Regions from separate parts of the Gossypium hirsutum genome. Here regions 1 and 2 are each linked to region 3. A link is a contact called in public Hi-C data. All regions are on one chromosome and are shown on one strand. The core of a region is the stretch at or near the end of the contact, and the rest is flanking DNA. Distances in the headings are between cores, read along the strand shown. Region 1 holds the start of LOC107887368. Region 2 holds the start of LOC107887371 (fructose-bisphosphate aldolase-lysine N-methyltransferase, chloroplastic). Region 3 holds the start of LOC107887358.

Region 1 (4,147 bases), core at 1,406-3,905, 370 kb after region 3:
GGTTAAATGACATGATGATGACATGTAACTAATATTTGGTTATGATGCCTTATTAATGACATGCATACATTTTCATGATTTCCAATATTATATTGTGACTTGATAGTGTTTAATATCGTACAAATGATTTGATTATATTACTCGTATATATGATCTTCACATGTTGAATGCTTGTGATTCACAGGGTTAATTTTAGTTAAAGAATTTGTTAATTATTAAACTATGAAAATACGATAAGTTATTTCGTTTCAATATGTGAACTCACTAAGCTCCTTAAAGCTTACCCGTGTTGTTTCATGTTTCTTTGTAAATATCGTTTTGCGGAATCAAGCAATCGAATCAAGTTGAAGATCACACTATCCAACTATCTTTCAGTGGACTTTAAAAACATTTAATTTAGGGTATGTCGCATGTAATAGGAGTATCTTGTATCTGTCTATAAATGACGTATTTTGTGCTTATATACAAGTTGAGTATTTGTGGCAAATAATGTGATTGATCACAGTTTGGTTTAGAGATTTGAATGTGATATTTGATTGATATGTGATGGAATATATATATGATCAAATGAAATGCATATAGATGAATTAAATGTGATTGGTAATGTTTGAATAGGTAATACTTTGGTTGGAATTGTTTTGGAGGCTATGAACTCGTATAGTTGTTGTTGAATACACGCCTATAAGTATATGCTTTGATATATGGCTTGTTGGGTGTGAATGAGTTGGTGATTTTTAACATTTTGTATAGCATAGTTAGGCAAGCTTGAATTTGTTAGAAAATGAATTTGGATATTGAATTTGATTGTGGTTTGTGACTGTGCCATATGACATATTAGTTGAACTAGGAAAAAAAGCATATTTTGATATGTTTTGATGTGTATGTATGACTCCTTAATAGTGATATATGTTTTGAGCATGATTTGAACTTTAAACCTAAGATTTTTTTACTATTTTATAGTAAGGTATCGATAGTTTGGATTAGAGTATCGTTACCAAACCATTTGAACAGTTTTAGAATTTGGCAGAATGCCAATTTGGTATTGATACATTTTGTTAATTATCGATAAATTTATAAAAATATCAATACCATTTCAAATATATCGATACTTTGTTCAAGTTTTGAAAATTTTATAATTTGGTTCTTTTTCATGCTCAAGTCTACCTTTCGTATCTTAAAGCTTGATTTAAGCCCCCTTTTTTTTTATATGAATACCATGTTTAATGAATACTCGTCTATTAATGATTGTTTTATTTAAATTTCAAATTTGAAATGCATGTTTTTTAGTTGTTAATTGCCGTAGCATTCAGTAACTCTAATCCGGCATCGTAAATAGGTGAGGGATGTTATATTATCCTCCTATTTAAATATTACTAAGGGATTATGAATAATTCTAAGTATTGTATGAAAAAGACCTACTAAACTTGGATTAAATTTTAACTTTTTTGTGTTTTTAAGTAGTCAAGTTAAAGCTATTAATAATTTTATTATCATATATTTAAAATATATTCTACATTAAATTCAACTCTTCATTTAAAGTTCAATCTAATGAAATAACTTAATTGATAGATGGTTTTTTGTTTGCCCCGAAATCTATTGAAATTTAAAATTTAATTACCCAATCGATCCTAAAATAAAAAATAAAAAAAATCCCTAACTTCTTTGAAATATTTAATAATTTTTTATATTAATCTTAATTTTACCAAGTTAAATAAAAAGTATTATAAAATATCTAAAATAATTAAAAATCTTATAAATAAAAATAAATAATTAGTTATAAATTGGCTTAAAGGTATAAAATGCCCTCAAACTTTTTTCAAAAAAAATAATTAATCCCCTGCTTTTTTTTTTCACTCATTTCAGTACTTAAACTTTTAAAATGCATCAAAAAGACCCTCCAACATTTTTTAAAAAATAAAATAAAAATTAAGCCCCAAATTTTATTGCACTTATTTAGATATTTGAATTATCAAAATGTATCAAAAAGACCATCAAACTTTTTAAAAAAAGCAATTAAGTCCTTGCCTTTATTAAAAATTAGAAAAAAAATTAAAAAAATTAAAAAAATCTATAAATTTATTAAATTTTAATAAAAAATAAAATATTAAAAATTAGAAAAAAATAAAAATAGTAAAAATTATAAAATTTTATAAAGTCGTAACAAAATTATACAAAATGTAAAGAAATATAAATTTCGTAAAAAAAAATTTATAATAATTATTGCCACATGCCACGCTGTCATGCTGTGTTATGTAATGACTTTAATTAAAAAAATTAGAGGTTCATTAAAAATTTTTATGATTTTTATAAAATTTTATAATTTTTACTTTTTTACTATTTTTATAAAAAATTAATTTTTAATAATTTTTTAATTTTTATATTTTTATTAAAATTTAATAAATTGTCTAAATTTATTTTTTTTATTTTTTAAGTTTAATTAATTTTTTGAAAAAATTTAAAAATCTTTTTAATATATTTTGAAAATTTAAGTATTTAATTAAATAAAAAAATAAAAAATTATTTTTAAATTTTTTTAATACATTTTAAAAGTTTAAACGCTAAAAAGGGACTTATTTATTTATTTATATTTTTTAAAAAAGTTTTAGTGCTTCCTGTGGGCTTTGATTAAAAAAGAATCCGTTCGGTTGGCATCACTGCCTGATACAATATTGTTTCTTTGACGGTGCTTTTAGAAATTTGGATGAATTTACAGTCAATTTAAAATTAATTAATGCCTATCTTGTGCCTTTTGTCGCTTGCCAAACTGAGGTCCCTTCCTGGCTGTAACCATCGAAATCCAAATCCTGTCGACAAATATTTCCAAATCTTGAAAAATCAGAAAGGCTCATTACAAGCTGTTACAGACTAAGGATCTTCGGCGCCATTGCATGCAAAAAATGGTAGCTCATTTTGTGTAATCCTTCTCTTCTTTTATTTAACACTCGAGGATCTCCCTCCTATTTCACAATCTAATATTCAAGCTTTTACCTTCAATTTCATTTTGTGTTTTGGGGACTGCTCAGCAGTTAAAGAGTTGGATCTAGCTCTTTCAGATTTGATCTGCGCTTGTGTATCATTTCCAATGTTTACGTAGGTTCTTGGTTTGATATTTTCTGGGTATTGGATATAATGGAAATTTCTACCGTTACTTCTCCACGAATGAGGTCAGATCATCTAGAAAAGGAACGATTGAAGGAAACCCATCATGGTCAAAGTTTTGAGCTACAATCATCCCACGATGCTACTCATCCTAACCACCGATTCCATTCGACGAGTGTTTTAGAGATCTTAAGAGAAACTGTTAGGATTTTACGGTACAATTGTTCTGGTTTTATGATCATTTTAGCTTTGTTAATTTGCCCTGTATCTGCAGTCCTTATGTCTTCTAATTTGTTAGTTGGTGAATCCATTGTGTACACTCTAACTGTTAGGCTTTTGTTAGTTGCTAAAACTAGTGGAGTTCCATTCAGACCTTTCATCAAACAGTCGTGCCAACATTTAGTTGAGACGGCTGTTTCCTCAGTAACGTGCTTCCCTTTGCTCATTACGTTTAGTTTGTTATCAAAGGCTGCTGTGGTTTATTGTGTAGATTCTACTTATTTGAAGGAATCAGCTGATGTTTCCAAATTCTTTGTGATAATTCGAAAGCTTTGGAGGCAGCTTGTTTCTTCCTATTTGTGGATGTGTATGGTAATTGTTGGTTGTGTGACAACTTTCATCATTTTTCTTCTTGTGGCATGTAGTGTACTCTCTGTTCTTGGTTTTTCACCTGATATAGTTGTCGTTGCGATGATAATGATTGGGCTAGTTTTTGCAATTGTTTTCGCCAATGTTGTTGTTGTCTGCGATATGGGGATTGTAATGTGTGTGTTGGAGGAAGTTTGGGGAGTACAAGCATTGGTTCGAGCTGGTGTCCTAATCAAGGGGCAGACTCAGGTTGGTCTGTTGATATTTCTTGTATCTACAATTGGATTGACATTTGTGGAGGGGTTGTTTAAACATAGGGTACAGACGTTGAGTTATGGAGACGGGTCTTCTAGGATCTGGGAGGGGCCTTTGTTGGTGATAATGTATTCGTTTGTGGTGCTTGTTCATTCCATGATGAATACAGTTTTCTATTTCAGTTGCAAATCGTACACTTTCGGTG
Region 2 (3,838 bases), core at 1,217-3,716, 390 kb after region 3:
ACAACCCGGCATATGAGCTCTTCATTGGCACGACTTACAGGTAAATCAAGGTGGCCCCAAATTGTGTTTCTAAAAATAGATTCCAAGAGGAAAGCATCTGTTCCCCCAAGTGCCACCAGTCGTAGATATGGAATGAGTGCTGGTGGAAGAGGACGACCCAAAACTATGTCAAAATAGGCAGTCTCACTCAAACCATTTGTCTCAGCAATGTCGAGCTTGTCTCCAAAAAAGGGATCTGACTCCGATATCTCCAATGTTAACGTGTAAGCATTGCGCTCGGACTTTGATTCTATGAATCCATAATCAAGTGCTAACTCAGCATTACTCTTGTCTAGATCATATTGAATCAAAACCTGTTGAATCGTCTTCTCAATCAGTCTATACAATGGAACATGTTTCATATCATATCCAGGGGCTGGTAGGGGCCAGGCGTAAAATTTCAATTTGGCACTTTAAATTTTACAAGATTTTAATTTAGTAAAAGATAACAGTATACTTTGGTCCCAAAAATGACAAAATTTTGATTTTGTCCTTCAAAACTTATAAATATATAAGCTATTAAAATTGTGAAATTGCATTTTAATTCTCATAAGGTTATATAACTTAATTCTATAAAAATTATAAAAATTTTCTAGCTTTGCCCTTGATGATAACATAATTGTTTTGCAACATGCATGTTATAAAAGGATCAAGTTAATCCAGTCTGTCATATAAGTAAACTATATGATCTGCATACATGTAATCTCAGAATTTTTCAGCTTAGAATTGTATCAGACAATTTGAGTCCTTTCACGTTTATAAATCTTGGGTGCGTTAATTGATTAGCTAAAATGGCAGGAATGCTAAGACAACGGGATAGGTGGATGATATATATAAAATATAATATAACCCTTCTCAGATAGCTTCTAAAAGAAAAAAAACTCACCTGCTCCTCAGCCTTGACAGAAACTGGAGACCGCAAGGAAAAGAGGAGATCCCTAGAGAAAAGTCCAGCTCCTTTAATCTCCCATGCATAATCTTCTGTAGTTATGTTAGGGCTGTGGTTGATCTGATTAATGAAGAAAAGTTAAAGAATGAAACTAAAGGCAGTTATAGCTTTCCACATAACCATGACTGTTACAGCTTTTCTTTCATATTCTGTAAATTGGGAACAAGTTGCGGGGATGATCACCCTTTTATATCAGACCAACTTGCATGTAATTTCTGGAAACTGATTCCAGGGCAAGCAAGATGATGTTTGGAAACATAGTGAAGGGATGCTGCTTACCAAGTCTGCAAGAGGTATTAAAACAAGATTTTGACCGCGAAGGCGAGAAAATGCTCTTGACCTGAGAATCCCAAATGCCCAGAAGAAATCATCCAATGTTATAGGGGCTGGAAAGAGCTGCTTGTTGGGGAGTATGATTTCTTCCTCTACTTTCAAGAACTCATTCTGCACATATTCTTTCACCCCCAGTGTTGTGCTCAACAATTGAGTACCTGGTCATTGGAATGCAGTACCAACTATGAAAATTGAAACAAGATAATCTTCAACCTAAATAACATGGAAAACAATATTTCTAATCCAGCTGCTTTGCTGCAGTGTTGTACAAACTTTGATAAGGAGACTATAACTTCTTACAAGTAAAATCCTAAGCATTTACCTTGAAGCTCAGCTAGCTCTTCTTCTGACCTGCACTGGAACCATAAAGAAACAACACTTTATCAACCACAATGATCTAAGCCCCATTAACGAAATGGAAATTATTATTTATAACCCAAAAAACAGATTTGTTTTTAAAGATAAATGGGGGTAAAAAGGAAATAAGAAACCAAGCCACACCCACCAAAACACAGTGGAATCTGTTAACTCTGGAAGTATATCAAGATAAACCCCCCATTTAGAATCTTGCCTAAACCTCTCCCTGATCAAAAACAAAGCTACAGACACCCAAGGCTTCAATCCACTACACACGGTTCCAATCTCAGAAGCTACAACTGCATCCTGGTTTATCCAAAACCGGTTAGGAATCTCCAAGACAACCTCGTTCCTGGAAATATTCTTTTTTGCAATGAGTCCAAGTCCTTCAGGGACCATTCCAGGCCTTACGGGAGACTTGGCAGAGACAACACCCTGGTCCTGGAGCCATTGCCAGAAGGTTTGGAGCTGCGGTGGAGGGTCAGCGGTTGCTGAAACAGGGATGGGTTTCTTTACAAAGTGGATGGAAAGTGTGGGTTTAGTGGAGAAAGAAGAAAAGGGTTTGAGAGTAGTTGAAGAAGAGGGGAAAGAAGAAGAAGGTGATGAGAGAGTGAAAAGTGAAGGTGCCATAAAGAAGGTTGTAATGGATGAGATAAGATGTGGTGGGGGATTTTATAGCTTGTGGCTTTGGATTATATTCTTTTCAACATTTTTACATGAAATATCCAACTGAACCAATCACTCAAGAAAAGAAAACCAATGAAGTTGGATCAGCCTACTACTTGAGTCCATCATTTTATATCTTCGTATCTCAACTTTATAGTTTCAAAATTACCCTTCTTCTACTTTTTATGGTTTTTCAGCCCATGATGGCTTTTCAGTGGTAGAATGAGTAACCCTACATGCGATGATCTCAGGTCCACTTGCAACCCACAAAATAATGCAAAAGATGCATGTATTATGAACAAACAAGGATTTGACTTGTCAACCAAAATGTATATTCCATGTTATTTATTTAGCTCTATGAAAGGGTGAAATAACTTAACAGTAGTATCTTATTTAGGCTGTTCAAAAATAAATAAATTTTCCATCTAATATTTTAAACTATATTTTATTTTTAAAACAACATTAAGTATCAAGTTGAATTAAATATTTGTGCGTCGGATGATTTTTTTGTTGGAAAATTATTTGGATTTAAGTTGAATAGCTTCAAATTTAAAAATTTTAATTTTTAAATCAATTTGAATCAGGGTGGAGTCAAGAAATTTAAATTGTAGGGTCAAATTTAAAAAAAATTAAATATTTATAAAAGTCATATAAATTAATCTACAATACTAATCCTTGATAAAATAATGTATTATATTGTTAGATGTAAGACTATTATGTAGTTTTTGTACTAAGAAGTTGGAAACTTTTGATCCGTTCTTGCAATTTTTTGGGGAAAAGTTGCGATTGCGAGGTTGATAAGGTAACTTTTACAAATATATCATTATCATATTATCTCTATCATTTGGATGATAATTTGTAATGTAAGCTCTAATCCTTGAATAGGTAGAAAGTTTTGAAGACTAAACTTTACTCTTTTGACCTTTTTTTTCATATTGGTTTGTATTTCCCTTTAGTATTCATCCTTTCCTTCTTGTTCTTCTTCTATTTCACTAGTAGACTTTAGAAAAATAAATTTAAGCCTTAAACACAAAAGTTTTTACGAAGCCAACAACTAGAAATTTTCTTTCACAAAAATGTGGAGTTATGCCTCGTATTTTTCGGCTTTTCTTCTTCCAGTCAAACTTTGTTTTTAGTTTCTCACTTAAACTATGGTTAGTGTAGGTTATTTTAATATTATTTTTACTTACGAATTTAGCCTATAAGTAGATTTAGGTATTAGCTTTCACAAGCTTTCATAAAATTTTGTGTTTATATTTTGAGGGTTTTTATTTTAGATTTTAGGGTTTAGTTTTATCTCCATCTTTTGTAATATTCGTTTTTGCCATTTTAGTGAAATTATTTGTAACAACCCGATTTTGGGCTTAGTCAGAACAGTGGTTTCAGAACCACTAATTCGTGTTTGAAAAAATTATTTTTAATATTATTTAATGGGTGATGGCATGTTTATAAAGGTGCATGAAAATTTTGGTGACTTAATTTTAACGTTTGTGA
Region 3 (4,287 bases), core at 116-2,615:
AAAGTTTTAGAGGTTGAGGAAGTAAAATGCTGAGGGGTAGAAGGGGGTAGGATGAGAGGGGAATAAAAAATTTTGAAGAAAGTAAATATGTTTGGGAGTTTGGGGTAAAAATGTAAAATATTATAGTTTGGTATTAGGTTTATTCGAATTCAAAAATTAAACTCGATTTGAACTCGAAATTCAAAAAAGAATTCGAATTGACTTGAATAAATCGAATAACTTAATTCATTTAACTTGAAATTTGAATTTTTTTCGACTTTTTCGAGTTGAATCAAGTTTTGTTCACTCCTAACTAAATGGTTAGAAGTTGAAAAAAGATGGTGGGATTGATTCAATGGTACAAATGTTATTGGAGAATTTATGCAATTAATGTTATAGTGAAGAAAAGATGTTAGAAATGGGAGATGGGTAACAAAGGTGGATGTTGTGGTATTGACAAGGTAGTGGGTGGATGGTGGCTCAGCTTAATGGATGAAAATTGGTGATAGAGGTTGTATAGTGGTAGGAATATTGAAAGGGGTTTGATGATGCGCAATCGTGATGGTGTAGAAAGATTCAATAATAAGCTAGCTGAGAACAATATTCTAATTTATTTTTGAAAATTCCAATTGCAAAGCCCATCATTCTTTGTTGTTGGTGCTGCTTTATCTTAGAATTCGAGAGTACCTAAAATGAGACTTTTATCTTGCAATCATTATATAGTTGGTGTCACTGGGGATGGCTAAAGAGGTCACCACTTGTCCCAATAAGTTAAAGGATCAAATTATAAAACATAGAAAATTAAGGCTTTTTTTTTTAAATTTCATTTTTAAATTTTTATAATTTTATAAAATTTATACATTTAGAAATATAAATTCAAAATATTATAAATTTAATCGACTAGAATCCAAAATTTTATTCAACATTGAAATAAAATGAAATTGATGTAGCTCAAATTTCAATGAAGTTTTAAATTTCAACCATTAAATTTATTAAAATCATTTTAATTCTTATTTAATAAAAACATTAATACAATGTCATTTTTTCTAAAGAAATGGTAATTCTTTTTTTTTTTTTTTATAAATTTATAAACCTTTTATTATTATTTTATAAAATATATTATTTTTCATATTAAAGAAATAAATTTACAAAAAAAATGATAATTTTTTAAAAATTTATATGTTTTTCATTATTTTATAAAGTAACATTCTAATCGGTGCACCAACTAAATCCGTTGGTTGCACGGGTATACAAACTAGTATTATGATAAATTTAATTTGATTTCATTGTAAAAGAAATTAATGGACCTTACAGTAATTTTATATAGAACCGGACCGGTTTATCTTTAAAGGTCCAGGTGAATAACAAAGGACAAAAAATGCTGTTTGGGCATCGAAAAACCAAAATTAGTCCAATCCGGTTTTCTTAGTGGACCGCCTCGTATACAAAAGCCCCCGAACCGTATCCTCGCTTCCCATCGCCTCTTTACCCTCTTTCACGATCCCCAAATTAATCCGAAAATCGATCTCGGATTTTCTCATCGTTCTTCATCAAATCTGTAAATCACGTAATTATCTATTTGATTCTCGCTATTTTCTTTTGATTGATCTCTCTTTCTGTCGCAGCCGTTCAATTTTTGCTTCTCTAGGGTTAGGGTTATTCGATCTCCTCGATCGGGCCCTTTTTGTTGATCGATCTCTCATAGGTTTTGTTTCCTCTTCGATTTTTGTTGATTTCCCTTTGTGATTCGCTCTAATTTTGTCTGATTATTCTTGGTTTGTTTTTTTAGGGTTTAGTTTCTTCGATTCGTTAGGGTTCGTCTCTATGTGTGAATTCGTAGAGGGTTTCGGTGTTTTACGTGACCTCGAGATTGTCTACAAGAGTTTTATGCTGTCAATTCGTCGTTTCCTCGGCGAATTGGGAATTTAGGGTTAGGGTTTTCTTGTAAATTTAGGGCTTCAACCTGGTAGTCAAATTAATTTAGGGAAACGTCTCTTCCCATACTTGAATCAATTTTAGTGCCTAATTAAGTGCTTTCATCGTCTTAGTTGAGGCTTCCTAGGCTTTTAATTCTTCTCCACTTTTTTCCAGTTCAATTGAAGTTTCAATTCATCACAATTTAGAAGTAATTGACTCCACCTAACATAAATTTTTATCCATTTCATCATTAGTAAGTGGTTAATATGTTAATTCTTTCCTTTTATTATGCATTTGACTAAATTTTAATTTATTAACCTTGTTAGCTTTCCATGCAAAGTCAAATAAGTTAGTTTGCCTGTACTATGAATTGGTATGTGCATCATAATTAGCATTAGTACCATGGTGGTCCCAAGCACTATTGTATTTTTTTTTCTGTCTAAATGAGCTTCAGGTTAATTTATTTGTTTATTGCTTGTGTCAAGTGTTCTTTGACATAAGCTTGATGCTCCCTTTCTTAGTCTTCTATTTCATGTATTTTTCTGTCTTACTATGTGCCACTATGTTTTTTTCTGTATACTCTGTGATCGACATGCATCTATATCTTTTCTATTATTATTGTTTTACCTTATATTCATAATTAACATTTTTGTCCCGCAGGTTGTAAATGGGATTTAAGCGCCCTTTTGACAGTGAGGAGTTGCAGGAACTTCCTTTCAAGCATCCAAGACAGTTTGACAATAACAACAAATTGACTCAGTTTGCTGATACTATTTCCCATAGCTATACCCATCAGAATCCCCATATTTCAGGTAATGTGTTCTCTGGCTTTTCTGCTTGTTTTTATGGGAATGATTCTTATTCTGCTGCATGGTTTTATTATTGATGTGATCTTCCTCTTTGTGACAGTTGATGTTGAGGGTGGATTTCGTAAATGCCAATGGGATGAAGCATTTGAAACTGGTGGTCTTAATGATGAAAGACCTTTGGTTGATAAGGATTTTGAGACTAGTGCTCCCTTGTCTTTGATCACTAGCATTTCTAGTGAGGAAGATGTAGATACTGGGCCGGCAGCAATTTCACCTATTTCTCCAGAATATTTTGACTTTGATTTCCCAAGAAGAATGTTGGGCCCTGTTGAGGATGCCTATTCTTTACTCTTGGATCGGTCTCCCCGAAAACAGGTTCTGCTTGGGCCAAATCATCAAGCCAATGTTCCTTCATTGGGTAGGCACATAAAGGACAAATTTGTTCAGAATTGTGCATCAGACACCAATGATATTGGCTATGAAGAGATTATGATGGGAACATGTGTCATTCCAATGCCTGATTCAGATTTGTCCGCAAATGACAGTGGCAAAGTTGGTGCTGGAAGAACTGATTGTAGCTGCCTGGATGGGGGCTCATTCAGATGTGTGAGACAGCATGTCATGGAAGCACGGGAAAAACTGCGAAAATCCCTTGGGCATGAAAAGTTTGTGAAGCTGGGGTTTTATGATATGGGTGAGGATGTTGCATATAAATGGAGTGAGGAAGAAGAAGAGATCTTTCGTGAGGTTGTTTACTCTAATCCTGCATCCTTGGGTAAGAAGTTCTGGAAGCATTTCCCAATGGTGTTCCCATCACGATCCAAAAGGGAGCTTGTCAGCTATTATTTCAATGTCTTTATCCTTCAGAGACGAGCTGTTCAGAACAGATCCAGTATTCTGGACATTGACAGTGATGATGATGAGTGGCATGGAAGTCAGCAGGTTTATGAAGTTAAGGCTTCAGAGGAAGATGAAGACTCTTCTGCTATTGAGTCCCTTGCTGCTCAAGAAGGCCTGTCAAACCATGAAGGTGATTGTCTTGGAGATGATGACGACGATGGTAGTGATGATGATGATGATGATGACAGTGGTGACTCTGATAGTGGTAGCGGAGATGGAAATTATAGCAGTGCTGCAGCAAGAGGGGATTATGGTGTAAATCTTATGTTAAAAGGACCTATTGCAAAATCATTTGATGAGAGCAGGTTTGATCTTGTTTTTGAACAAACAAACAAAGATTTGGGACGAGTAGAGGATTTCAATGTACAGGATGACTCATGCATGTCTTTTGAGTTTCAGCCAAACATGGTTGACTCTCATAGTCTGATCGACACAAAGGCTGATTTGCATGATAGTCAAATGAAGACTGACCTTTGCAAGTGTATGCAGGCTAAAGTAGACGGGTCTACTGACCTGGTGAGCCATGTCTATTTATTGGATACCTGTGATGCAAAAATCTGGGACGCTAGATATCCTACAACTGCTACAGAAGGTATCGATCTCCAGCCTACATGCAACGTTATTGAGGAGATTTTTGGACAGGACACTTGGGATAACAAAATGAGAAATGAATAAGCACCTA

The links. A called contact is a pair of places that touch in the nucleus more often than the background predicts.
Region 1: a contact with region 3 is called in a Hi-C map of leaf, with 2.0 times the contacts expected there. The contact joins the promoter of LOC107887368 here to the promoter of LOC107887358 in region 3.
Region 2: a contact with region 3 is called in a Hi-C map of leaf, with 3 times the contacts expected there. The contact joins the promoter of LOC107887371 here to the promoter of LOC107887358 in region 3.

Annotation. Positions count from the first base shown.
Region 1 is chrA03:67,286,182-67,290,328 of Gossypium_hirsutum_v2.1, reverse strand. LOC107887368 reads left to right here and starts at 2,655. Exons shown (of 1, transcript XM_016811576.2): 1 at 2,655-4,147. The coding sequence starts at 3,130.
Region 2 is chrA03:67,264,180-67,268,017 of Gossypium_hirsutum_v2.1, reverse strand. It overlaps LOC107887371 (fructose-bisphosphate aldolase-lysine N-methyltransferase, chloroplastic), which reads right to left and starts at 2,466. Exons shown (of 6, transcript XM_016811579.2): 1 at 1,827-2,466; 2 at 1,644-1,672; 3 at 1,268-1,479; 4 at 926-1,048; 5 at 1-353. The coding sequence starts at 2,308.
Region 3 is chrA03:67,657,579-67,661,865 of Gossypium_hirsutum_v2.1, reverse strand. It overlaps LOC107887358, which reads left to right and starts at 1,365. Exons shown (of 3, transcript XM_016811560.2): 1 at 1,365-1,546; 2 at 2,557-2,708; 3 at 2,806-4,287. The coding sequence starts at 2,564. The coding sequence ends at 4,280.